Regions from separate parts of the Mus musculus genome. Here regions 1, 2 and 4 are each linked to region 3. The links are chromatin contacts, called in public Hi-C, HiChIP or PLAC-seq and promoter capture Hi-C maps. All regions are on one chromosome and are shown on one strand. Each heading gives the region's core, a stretch centred on a gene start, on an enhancer-like site or on the middle of the called end of the contact. The rest is flanking DNA. Distances are from core to core; before and after follow the strand shown. Region 1 has its middle 22 kb from the start of Etv5. Region 2 has its middle 21 kb from the start of 1300002E11Rik. Region 3 overlaps Igf2bp2 (insulin-like growth factor 2 mRNA binding protein 2). Region 4 overlaps Vps8 (VPS8 CORVET complex subunit).

Region 1 (2,700 bases), core at 39-2,538, 340 kb after region 3:
TATGCATCTATGTATCTATGTATCTATCTATGTATCTATGTATGCATCTGTGTATCTATGTATCTATCTATGTATCTATGTATGCATCTATGTATCTAGCTATGTATCTATGTATCTATCTATCTCTATCTTCTATAATTTATCTATCATCTCTCTATCATCCATCTATCATCTATCAATTTATCTATCATATCTATCATCTATTATTTTCTTTCAAAAAGGAAACAAAAAAGAGGAAAGCAAAGCAAGTTCAGTTCTTATTAACAGTGCTTCTGTGTGCTTCTACAACAGAAAGCGTGGGCTTCATGGACCTTTATTGATCCCCACTTACATGGCAGAGTTGTAAAATTCCTTTCTCTTCTGCTGTCAAAGGTAAAAAGAAGTTCCATCTTTAGTTATCTTTCACCTTGTAATTCTTCCTAAAATTCCATTTTAAAAATAATTTTATGTTACAGAAAGGAAAATGCTCCGTCTCGTCCATCATCTAAATTATGATTTACCCAATAGGTTTTTTTTTTAATTATTTTATTTTATTTGTATTAGTACACTGTAGCTGTCTTCAGAAACACCAGATCCCTTTACAGATGGTTATGAGCCACCATGTGGTTGCTGGGATTTGAACTCAGGACCTCTGGAAGAGCAGTCAGTGCTCTTAACCACGGAGGCATCTCTCCAGCACCCCCAATAGGTTTTTAAAATGACACTTTGATTCTCTGTTCTTTTAATTATTGATCTCCAGAACTATTGATCTCCTTGTTTCTCCTGTCTTTGTCTTTACCTCGGTCTCTGCATCTTTTATACTGACCTTCAGTGTGGCATGAGCACTCTGATCTGGTTGAGTTCCTTACCATTCTTGGCTGTTTCCTTTCCTGGATTAGATTCTTAGCACAAAGTCCACAGGTGCCTAGGAGGATGGGCCTAAGAGGGAGGAGGAGAAGGTGAGTGTGGGCTCTCCTGCCCAGACTGTCCTGTGCCCACATACTCTAGATCTACAGAAGAGGAAGGAGAGAGGGTCATGTGTTCACGTCAGAAAGGAAGGATGCAACACACAGAGCTGATGTGGGGTAGTGAGTCACCATCACAGAGAAGCCCTAAGGAGCTCTCAGTGGTGCAGTCAGCAGGTTTTGAGGGTAGTTTCTGAGAAATTGGAGTCCTGGACTTACTACTGTGACATTTGCTGCTCCTAGTTTCCTCATTGTCAAGAGATAGACTCACCTTGTAAGGGCCTCAGGAAGTTCACAAGGAATAGACTTTGGACTAAATAGAAAAGGTTGTCTAGTAACAATTTCATGAATACCTAGACACTTCTATCAACCGACCCTCTCTCCATCCCTCCCTCCCTAGCTTCAGGACTTCAGTCCGTCCCTCCAGTTTTGGAGACATTACCCAGGCCGATTGTCTGAAAAGTCTAGTTCTTTCTCTCTTTGTATCATGAATCTGTATTTTAGTCTACTGATCTCTTCCCGCTTTGTAAGTTTACCTCTGCGTTATCTTTCCCTCTTCACGTCGAATCTGTATTTTAGTCTACTGATCTCTCCCTGCATTGTGAATTTACCTCTCCGTTGTCTTTTGCCCTCTATCATTTCCAATTCGATCTCCAAGAAGTAGATCACAAGTATTTATGCCCTTCTGCACACGCTGAATTTCATATTTTCTGAATCACAAAGCTGCCCTCCGTGTGACCCAGAAAGCCCTTTGATGATCCATATTTAGCTGTATCCATCACTCAACAGATGTCTGGGTAAAAGCCCCATGAGCTCGCTCTACATCCTGTGGTTTCAAGTTCCTGAGCTGTTGGTTAGAAAGCTTTCATCCTCCTGCCCCCCTCCCCATCCACTCCAGAACCAAAGGACAAATACCCACGTTAGCTGGTCACTTAGACATTGAAAACTATCCACTTGTTACCGACTGCAAGCTTGATGCTGAATGAGTTTCTCTTTGCTTCCAGATTTCATCCCTTGACACACTCACATACTCTACATTCTGATGACTCCGCTAGAATTACAACTCTCATTGCCTCCAGAGCTCCTAGCTACACTCTTCTTGGACCCCCCTTGAGACTTGGAGTCGTACTGGCAAGCAGTTCAGAGAAAAACAGGTTCACCACAGCTCTGTCTAAGTGACTCAGGCTGGCAGACGAGGCTCTGTCGTCCTGTACAACATATGAAGAAGGAGGTGGTAGCAATAGTAAAATGCCCAGTAAGTTAAATAGGACATTTCCCCAACCCCCTTGGCTTTCTGGATCCTTTCTTCCTTTAGAGATGCCCATGAGGAAAGAGTTTTCTCTGCTCTCTTATCACTTTGGATCTTCCGTCAGATCTCTTGGCATCTGAAAGGCAGCCTGCCATCCCATTTCCATGGAACACAGATGGCACAGCACACACCTACCACTAGTGAGGAGCACATGCAGAGCCTCTTTATTTTTTAAAGCTCCCTTAACAACCCAAGAATTATTTCCCATGCTGGCTGGTCACTGTTGACAGTGACACTTGGAGTCTAAAAAAGACTCTGATGTTCTCCACTCACAGAGCAGAACAAAAGGGTCCCACTCTGGAGAACCTGAAGACATTGAGGATTAAGGGATGACTTCCAGTTAGATAGCAAGGATGAGGTTTGGAGGATCTAGCTGTCCACGGAGGCTGTTAGGTTTATAGGTGAAATGAGTCAGTCACGTGTGATTACATGGCTATACAAAGGTTG
Region 2 (2,700 bases), core at 110-2,609, 300 kb before region 3:
GTGTTGTTTCCTGTTCTTGGGATGTCCCTCCCTCATTCCACATGCCACTTCCTTTACTCTTTCAGGCCTTGACTCAAGTCACTTTCTTAGTGAAGTCTAGGTTAGCCTACTGTATAACCCCTTAGCCTCCCTTCCCCCACCGTGTGTAGGCTTTATCTAGGAAGGTTCTGCTTGCTATAGCGCTTTTGGGTTCATCTTTCCGGTGCCTCTGGTCTATAAAGCTTCTGCAGGGAAATCCACTGACCATGTTTAGGAGCTCTTGTGTATGTGACAGATTGATTTTCTCTTGACACAAGTTTTTCTTTGACTTTTGACAGTTCAGTTATATTTCTTTCTGTGGACTTCTTTGGGCTCATTAGTCAGAACACTTTGACCTCATTAAATTTAGATATGCAGGGGCGGCGAGATAGCTCAGTGGGTAAAGGTTCTGGCTGCAAAGCCTTATAACGCAATCAGTCCCCAGAACCTAGGTGGAGGAGAGTTGTTCTGTAATATTGTCACATGTGTATCATAGCACATACATACCTCTTCATACGCGGTAAATAGAGAGGTAATGAGGATGTAGAGGCCTGCTTCCCTTCACTCAGTCAGCAGGACTGGGGACGTGAGCGATGTCTGCCACCTTACACTGTCCCTCTCTTACACTGTAACTCTGTGTGTGTTGGCCATCTTAACAGTGTCTCAGGCCCTCGACTGTCACGTTTCCTTCTGTCCCTTCTACTTCATGATCTTAAATCGTCTGTCTTCGAGTTTACTGAGTTATTTGATCAAATGTAATGTTGAAAACCCATTGAGTTTTTCAGCTCAGTTACTGAGTTCTCCAGTTGTGTATTTTTTTCCTTTGGTTCTTTTATGTGATTTCTGACACCCTGTTGGTATTCTCTTGTTCCTGTATTACTTCTGTGATTTCACTGGCTATTTGTGTTGTGTCTTACAGTGCCTTCAGTTTCTTTAATACAATTTCTTTCTGTTCTTTCTCTGAATTCTTCAGCTTTGGTGTATACCCGGATTGTTTGTTTCGTTGTTAGTTTTGGTTTGCACAAAGTCTTACTCTGTAGACCAGGCTGGCTTCGTGCTTATGGCAGTCCTGCCTGAGCTTGCCCACTTGTTGAGTTTACACAAGGGAGCTGCCATGTCTGGGTAGGTTTCATTTCTGTGCTTCCTGTGACAGTTCCTCGTATTTGTTTCCTGTTAGACGTACCAAGAGAATAGACCTGCAGCCTCTTCTCCCAGTCATTTACGGACTAGATTCATACAGAGTGGATATTCACCCATCAGCCGAGATAGTTGAACCTCTCAAGTCTTTTATGGGTGCGTGGTCTCTGGACTGTGGGTTTATGTAATTCCATAATTGGAACACTTTTCCAGGAACTTGTAAGGGCTTCTTCCTCCCTCTGGTGTCTATTCTTGGTACTGCATACTCAGCACTATCCAGGCATCCAAAAATCCCACATTATCTCAGCACTTCCAAGTCAGGCTTGATAGAAACAGTCACTTAAAGCTTCTGAAAAGACGGGAAGTTAGACATACTTTCTTCTTTTCCCTTCTCCCCACAAGGAAGAAACTATGTATTTTACATTTCCAGCCGTGCTGGGAAGTGTACACTCAGCTACATGTCAGGTGCCTGGCTGCCTGTGGAGCTCTATGGCATCCAAATATGCAGTCCTACAAGAAAGTGAGCCCTTCAGATGTGTGTTACACTATAAATTGGGTATGACTCAGGTGAGCATAGCTGGGCTGGCCCTGGAAAAGGACACGTATCAGGGGAAATAAAATGCTTTTTACATCCGTGTGAAAGTGTCTGCGGTCTCAGCTCATAGAGACCAGCATCATATATTTCAGATACAGCTGCCAGCTCCAGATTGCTCAGCCGAGCAGCTGCAGCTTGTCATTGCCACAGATCCCTCCTCGGATCCATTAGGTTTGCTAGGGTTCACACAGAACCAGGAACTTACCTATGGATGGCTGACCGTAAAGGGAATTAGCAGGAAACGATGGAGAGGGACAGAGCAGGGCACGTGAGATGGGTGAGGGCTCTGCTCTCCAGGAATGGCCGTGGCTGAGCTGCCAGATGCTCCTTTGGGCTTTTGTGAGCGCTTCATTACCCAGCTGATTAACTGCCATGTTGCTTTATTTAACTCTTAGGTCCCCGTGTCCACCCAGCATCTGATGCTGCCCCTCAGTCTTGGTGGTGCTGGGCTCCCATTGGGTTTCCTAAGGTTACCAGCCATTGGCCAGCTCACTGACATAAAATATGTCTACCGCTGAAGACTGCAAGGATTTTAGGAAACAATTACACATTTTGAATTTCAAATTTTATTTTATTTTTAACCAAGAAGCTGAGAATAGGTGAGTAGACATAGAGATAAAAAACCTTGGAGAGAAGATGATTTGATTACCTATTTTTTTTCTTCTCTGTCCCAATTATTCCTTTGTTAATCTTACCTTTATTTGAAAGATCAGAGTTGCCTGTGCTTGTGGAGTTAGTACCCCATCCATTGTTCGTCAGTAAACTGGAGGCAGTAGGACCACTGAGAACCTGAGCAAGAAAGACAGCTGGTCGTCAAGACAGCCAGCAGTTAGTGCGATGTCATGCCTGACAAAGCACAGTCACAGTTAAGAGTCTGGACACTTCATTCCATGACATAGAACACATATTCTGAGGATCTGAGCACAAGTTTTAGAGACAGAAAAGGACTG
Region 3 (2,700 bases), core at 110-2,609:
AGGAGGCGGCGCTCAAGCAGTAACAAGGGCCAGAGGCTAAGCTGTATTCACTGAGCAGCTCTGAGTGGCTTGTGGACACCCTGCTTGCTTCCCTTGAGACCTGCCCACTACATGAACCTAGGCTATCAGTCTTAAAGAAAAAAAAAAAAAAAATCCTATTGATCAAGCAATTGAAACAGACTGAAAAATGTAACATAGACAAGTTATTAGCAGGAAAAGCCTCAATCATTTAAATATCATCCTTGGTGTTTTGGCAGGCTTCTGTCTTCTCTCAATGTAGGGAGCTAAGAGAGGCCTCTAAGCGGTAAGGACTCTAAGCAGGGCCTCAGCTCCAGTGCCTGACTTACTGCACACCCCAGGGACAAAGTAGACTTTCAGAAAATGGAACAACCATGTGAGGTCTCCATTCACATCTGTAGCAACTTCTGCTGCTGGGTTCATAGCTAGGACCTGGTTATTTCATTCAGGTATATAAATACCTGTAACTCTTGAACAATTCAGATCTCAAGTATGTGGAGGGTGTGATCTCGGAGCACCCATAGTTCGCCAGGAGGTGGCTCTGTCTTGGGAGGTCTACAACACAGGCCCGGAAGTGGTTTTCTGCAGACCACGTTCACCATGATTCCCAGAAGGAAGATCCCTAAAAATAGGTAGTGACCGCCTCTCCTGTGTGTCATTATGTTACGATAAAGCAGCTGACATGACAAGCCATTAGTCACAAGCCTTACTGACTCAGGTTCCAGCCTACACGAGGGGTGACCTGGGTTACAACTCACTGAGGGTTCTACTTGACAGGTCTCACAGTGCTACCCGGAGACGGTGTGGCTGTACTGGCAGGAACTATCTATGTATGTCTCCCCTCCCACCATGAGGTGTCTACTCTTTGGCTTCCGGATCACTTGAGTCCAATGATTTATTTCTTCCCCCTCCTTCCCCTTGCTAATTTTAAACTCAAGTCCAAATTAATATTTTTTTGAGAGATAGCGTCATGCTGAGCCCCTCCTACGACTTCTCATGACCGAGGAATCAACTGCAGCACAAAACATCTTGTGGCGGCCTCAGAATAGAAAGCACACTTAGAGAGTTTTAGTTTCTTTTTTTGGCCCAAAGCTGCCAAAGCAGTGATTTGCTCTAACTTCTGCTCTAAACACACACGCTTCCCCCATTTAGCTATCTATTTAGTGATACAAGGGATACACACAAAATAAAATTGAGACACATATTCTTTGGACCGGTAAGCTCAAGTTTACGTGGCAGCAGTGGGAGAGGGGCTTGCTGTGGACACCAGTGAGAAGCAGCGAGCGCAGGTCAGCAGAGGAGCAGGCGAGGCATGGTGAGGCGAGGCGCGGCGAGGCGTGAGCACGTGAGCATGGCGAGGCGCACAGGCCCCCTCCCTGCTCGGGCTCTGACCACTCGCTTCCTTCCTGTTCTCTCTGCCCTCTTGTCAGTGTCCTAGATGCTGATGTATGATATGATGCACCATGCCCTCCTCACTGTGGGTGCCTGAAGGATAGGGACCCATGGAGAAGATGCTTCCAAAAGCAAGGAAGCATGGAGCAGGGCTGGGAGACTGGGGAAGCTGAGCCACGCTTCCCACAGTCGGGGCTTCAACAACAAGTTCACGGCCAGATCCTGATTTCACCCTTAACTTAAACTTGTTGACTATAGAAGTCCTGTGGAACCCGAGAACAGAAAACATGCTGGTTCTAGATTTCTAGACAGATGAGACTACAATGGTAACAGATCTCTTGGGTGAAATTCCTGTCCATCAGGAAGTGACGCTGTGAGCCTAAATGCAGACTATTCCTAAAGGCAGGCTCTTTGTAAGGAGCAACCGTAATGGGTACAGATACATGAGCTTCAGTTCTGTAAAAACATCACCTGCTTGCTCCACTTCTTCCCCCAAACCAAAGGCAGAGACACATGGAGAAAATGTGCATTTTGGGGGCTGGAGAGATGACTCAGCGGTTAAGAGCACCAACTTCTCTTCCAGAAGTCCTGAGTTCAATTCCCAGCAATCACATGGTGGCTCACAGCCATCTGTAATGGGATCTGATGCCTTCTTCTGGTGTGTCTGAAAAGAGTAAGAGTGTACTCATTTACATAAAATAAATAAATCTTAAAAGGAAGGAAGGAAGGAAGGAAGGAAGGAAGGAAGGAAGGAAGGAAGAAAGATGCAGGAAGGAAGGAAGAAAGATGCAGGCAAGGAAAGGAAAGGAAAGGAAAGGAAAGGAAAGGAAAGGAAAGGAAAGGAAAGGAAAGGAAAGGAAAGGAAAGGAAGATGCAGTTTCTTATAGTTGGGTAACGAACTTACTGTCCACAGCTGTTGACCACTGCAATGGGGCCCACATTTTCAGCTACTATCAAATAGGAGCTCTTATCAAGTGCAATTTAAATAGCAATAAACATCAAAATAATTCGTCTGTGTGGCTAATCAGATCTGCTCTGCCACTGTTCTCCTTTTATCTACTGATGGCTCCTCTTCTCCCATCAGACAGTCCTCTCTTTCACACTCTCTCTCTCTCTCTCTCTCTCTCTCACACACACACACACACTCTTATTCCTCTCCCCTTTCTTGTCCCTGGCTCTCCCCTCCAGTTAGACCCTTCTCTCTCCTTACACAGTCCCCCTTCCATGACCTTCCTATATTTTAGAGTCTAGCGTAGACATAGGAGAGAAAACCCCTGGTCTTTGTCTTTC
Region 4 (2,700 bases), core at 4-2,503, 480 kb before region 3:
ATCCTAATCCTTCCCAAACTGTTCTACTAACTAGGGTCCAAGCATTCAAGTATATGAGCCTATGGGGCCATTCTCAGTCAATGATACCTTATTAAAAACCCCTTCTCTAGGTAGCTCCATATCCTTAAAGGCCTAATAGAGGAAGCAGACCTTGGCAAGGCCAGAGCGCGGTACTAGCCCTGACATCCCACCTGGGTATGCCACGTGACATGAAAAATGTCCTCCATGTACATGTGTGTATTACACACGTTTGTTGGACTGCCTTCAATTTACATTACTGTGTTTACGTAGAAAAATGTAAAGCATCCATCCAATCCAGTAAGATCTAAACACACCATGTATCCATATCAAGTACACTATGGTCTGGTTAAACAGTTTTTAAACTATTATTGGTTATTTTATCTATTTACATTTCAAATGTTATCCCCCTCCCCAGTTTACCCTCCACAAACCCCCTATCCCATCCTCCCTCCCCCCCTGCTTCTATGAGGGTGCTCCCCCAAACACCTACCCACTCCCACCTCACCGTCCTAGCATTTTCCAACTATGCTGGTGCATCGAGCCTCCACAGGACCAAGGGCCTCCCTTCCCATGGATGCCAGATAAAGCAGCCCTCTGTTACATATCCAGCTGGAGCCATGAGTACCCCATGTGTACTCTTTAGTTGGTGGTTTAGCCTCTGGGAACTCTGGGGGTGAGGGTCTGGTTGGTTGATATTGTTGATCTTCCTATGGAGTTGCAAACCCCTTCAACTCCTTCAGTCCTTCCCCTAACTCCTCCATCGGGGTCCCCATGCTCAGTCCAATGGATGGCTGTGAGCATCTGCATCTGTATTGGTCAGGCTCTGGCAGAGCCTCTTAGGAAACAGCCATATCAGGCTCCTGCCAGCAAGTGCTTCTTGGCATCGACAATAGTGTCTGGGTTTGGTGTCTGTAGATGGGATGGAGCCCTAGGTGGGGCAGTCTCTGGATGGCCTTTCCTACAGTCTCTACTGCACTCTTTGACCCTGCATTTCCTTTAGACAGGAGCAATTCTGGGTTAATGTTTTTGAGATGGGCAAGTGACCCCATCCCTCAACCAGGGGCCTGGTTAAACAGTCTTAACAAGGATTGCCAGGGTATGTATGAACCCCGCAAATGTTGAAAGCAACATGACTAGTTGAGTCACCATGGGAAAAACAAGCACTAATGAATTGGTCGGATACAGTTGAGCCAGGAGATGAAACACCTATAAGCTAAGAGTCACCCTCAGGACACCATGAGGAACAGTGTAGTCACCACCTGCTCAGCTGCCTGAGGTGCATGTCTTTAAGCCTCAGCCCATACCTGCTACCCAGAATCTGCTTTTATTACTAAATGCTTTTTAAAAGGGTCTCACCATGTATCCCAGACTAGCTAGAACCCCCGCATTCTGAGATTTCCATTGGAATCAGCATTTAACAACATCCGCTGGGTCGAAAATCATGGAATGGATCTTATTTGAGATTTCTGCACTTCTGACTCAGCCAGCAAACTCCCAAGGACAGGCCCTGGTATATCCCTGCCCAGAATAGCCCCACATGCTACCCAGTATTTCCCAAGGGCTTGATGATGCAGTTCTGTTTTTAGCAATAGCATTCTACTACCCTGTGGCATGGCCTTCACTTTCCTAAATTGAAGGACCTTAATTGCCTCCAAAAGATAGCTGCCGGGATAAACTGAGTAAATGAGAAAGGTCTAGATTTGAGAAAAACTGCATGTTTGTGAGAACTAATATGAAACCAAGCCAGTGTTTATCTCAGCTTACAGAAATAGCTGCCACCAAGTTCCTTCAGTCACTGTTTCTCTGGCAGCAGACCTTTAGTCTAAACAAGTCTAACCCAGCCTGGCACACACTGAACGTGGCTGCTCAGGAGACAGAGGTGGGCCTAATGTGGGCCAGTGTTGGCTTCACAGTGAGACCTAGTTGAAGTGGAGGGGGGGAATGGAAGAGGGAGGGAGGGAGGGAGGGAGGGAGGGAGGGAGGGAGGGAGGGAGGGAGGGAGGGAGGGAGGAAGGAAGGGGAAGACAATTAGTAAGAAAACTTAAGAGATCCCAGTGTCAAACACAGGTTTTCTAATTACGGGGTCTGGGGAATCTCAGTAATGTTCAGAAGTGGACAGCGCCATCAGCAACAGCCTTGTGTCTCTGCCATCACTTTCTGTCAGATATCTCATAGACTCGACATAGTCTCCTGAGATTGGATGCATGGCTTAATATCCCTTCCAGGTCAATGACAGGGGTCTCCTATAAGGGAACAGCTTTTCTTGTTCTCATTGCTCTGCCATCTGTTAATTTGACCTATGAAAGTCATTTTTTATTAAATGCTTCTTTGTGAATTTCCCATCATGCACCCCAATCCCACTCATCTCCCATCCCTCCATATCCACTCTCTGCCCTTGCAACCTCTCCCATAAATAAAAACAAAAATTAAATAAAGTTAAAAAAATAAAAAAATCTAATTGTGGAAGCCGCAGTATCACTGTGTGTTACACAGTACACCCTTTGTCCACACTTCTTTGCTTGCCAATGTTCATTGCAATGAGTCATTGGAAGCTCTGGCTTCCGTTACATTATCAATCCTGGGTCCTCACCGGGGCTCCTCTCAGACATCCTGTTGTTGTCCTGTGTCACGAAGATCCTGCAGCTTTGGATCTGCAGGATTGGCACAGTTCACAGATGG

Evidence for each region. A called contact is a pair of places that touch in the nucleus more often than the background predicts. HiChIP or PLAC-seq counts read pairs in DNA pulled down with a chosen protein or histone mark. Capture Hi-C pulls out chosen DNA fragments and counts their contacts.
Region 1: a contact with region 3 is called in a Hi-C map of bone marrow-derived macrophages, with 5 times the contacts expected there. The contact joins two enhancer-like sites. A contact is called at or near these places in 1 of 484 Hi-C or Micro-C datasets (bone marrow-derived macrophages), 1 of 115 datasets of contacts at active chromatin or transcription factors (CD8 T cells) and 1 of 9 other capture datasets (adipose tissue).
Region 2: a promoter capture Hi-C map of adipose tissue shows a contact between it and region 3. The contact joins two enhancer-like sites. A contact is called at or near these places in 1 of 484 Hi-C or Micro-C datasets (pro-B cells), 5 of 115 datasets of contacts at active chromatin or transcription factors (bone marrow-derived macrophages, differentiating embryonic stem cells, embryonic stem cells and 1 more) and 3 of 9 other capture datasets (adipose tissue, embryonic stem cells and liver).
Region 4: an H3K27ac HiChIP or PLAC-seq map of microglia shows a contact between it and region 3, with 5 times the contacts expected there. The contact joins two enhancer-like sites. A contact is called at or near these places in 1 of 484 Hi-C or Micro-C datasets (embryonic stem cells) and 1 of 115 datasets of contacts at active chromatin or transcription factors (microglia).

What each region holds. Positions count from the first base shown.
Region 1 is chr16:22,460,108-22,462,807 of GRCm38.p6, forward strand. No RefSeq gene overlaps it. Among named protein-coding and RNA genes, the nearest start is that of Etv5, 22 kb to the left of the region's middle. Within about 2 kb of position 1,289, at least 25 of the 459 cell types and tissues checked have an H3K27ac peak or open chromatin away from gene starts, as enhancers often do. A contact at or near this core is called in CD8 T cells and bone marrow-derived macrophages, where this site is marked.
Region 2 is chr16:21,813,777-21,816,476 of GRCm38.p6, forward strand. No RefSeq gene overlaps it. Among named protein-coding and RNA genes, the nearest start is that of 1300002E11Rik, 21 kb to the left of the region's middle. Within about 2 kb of position 1,360, at least 65 of the 459 cell types and tissues checked have an H3K27ac peak or open chromatin away from gene starts, as enhancers often do. A contact at or near this core is called in adipose tissue and bone marrow-derived macrophages, where this site is marked.
Region 3 is chr16:22,118,347-22,121,046 of GRCm38.p6, forward strand. All of the region lies in intron 2 of Igf2bp2 (insulin-like growth factor 2 mRNA binding protein 2), which reads right to left. Among named protein-coding and RNA genes, the nearest start is that of Igf2bp2, 44 kb to the right of the region's middle. Within about 2 kb of position 1,360, at least 116 of the 459 cell types and tissues checked have an H3K27ac peak or open chromatin away from gene starts, as enhancers often do. A contact at or near this core is called in CD8 T cells, adipose tissue, bone marrow-derived macrophages and 1 more, where this site is marked.
Region 4 is chr16:21,634,783-21,637,482 of GRCm38.p6, forward strand. All of the region lies in intron 45 of Vps8 (VPS8 CORVET complex subunit), which reads left to right. Among named protein-coding and RNA genes, the nearest start is that of 2510009E07Rik, 59 kb to the right of the region's middle. Within about 2 kb of position 1,254, at least 38 of the 459 cell types and tissues checked have an H3K27ac peak or open chromatin away from gene starts, as enhancers often do. A contact at or near this core is called in microglia, where this site is marked.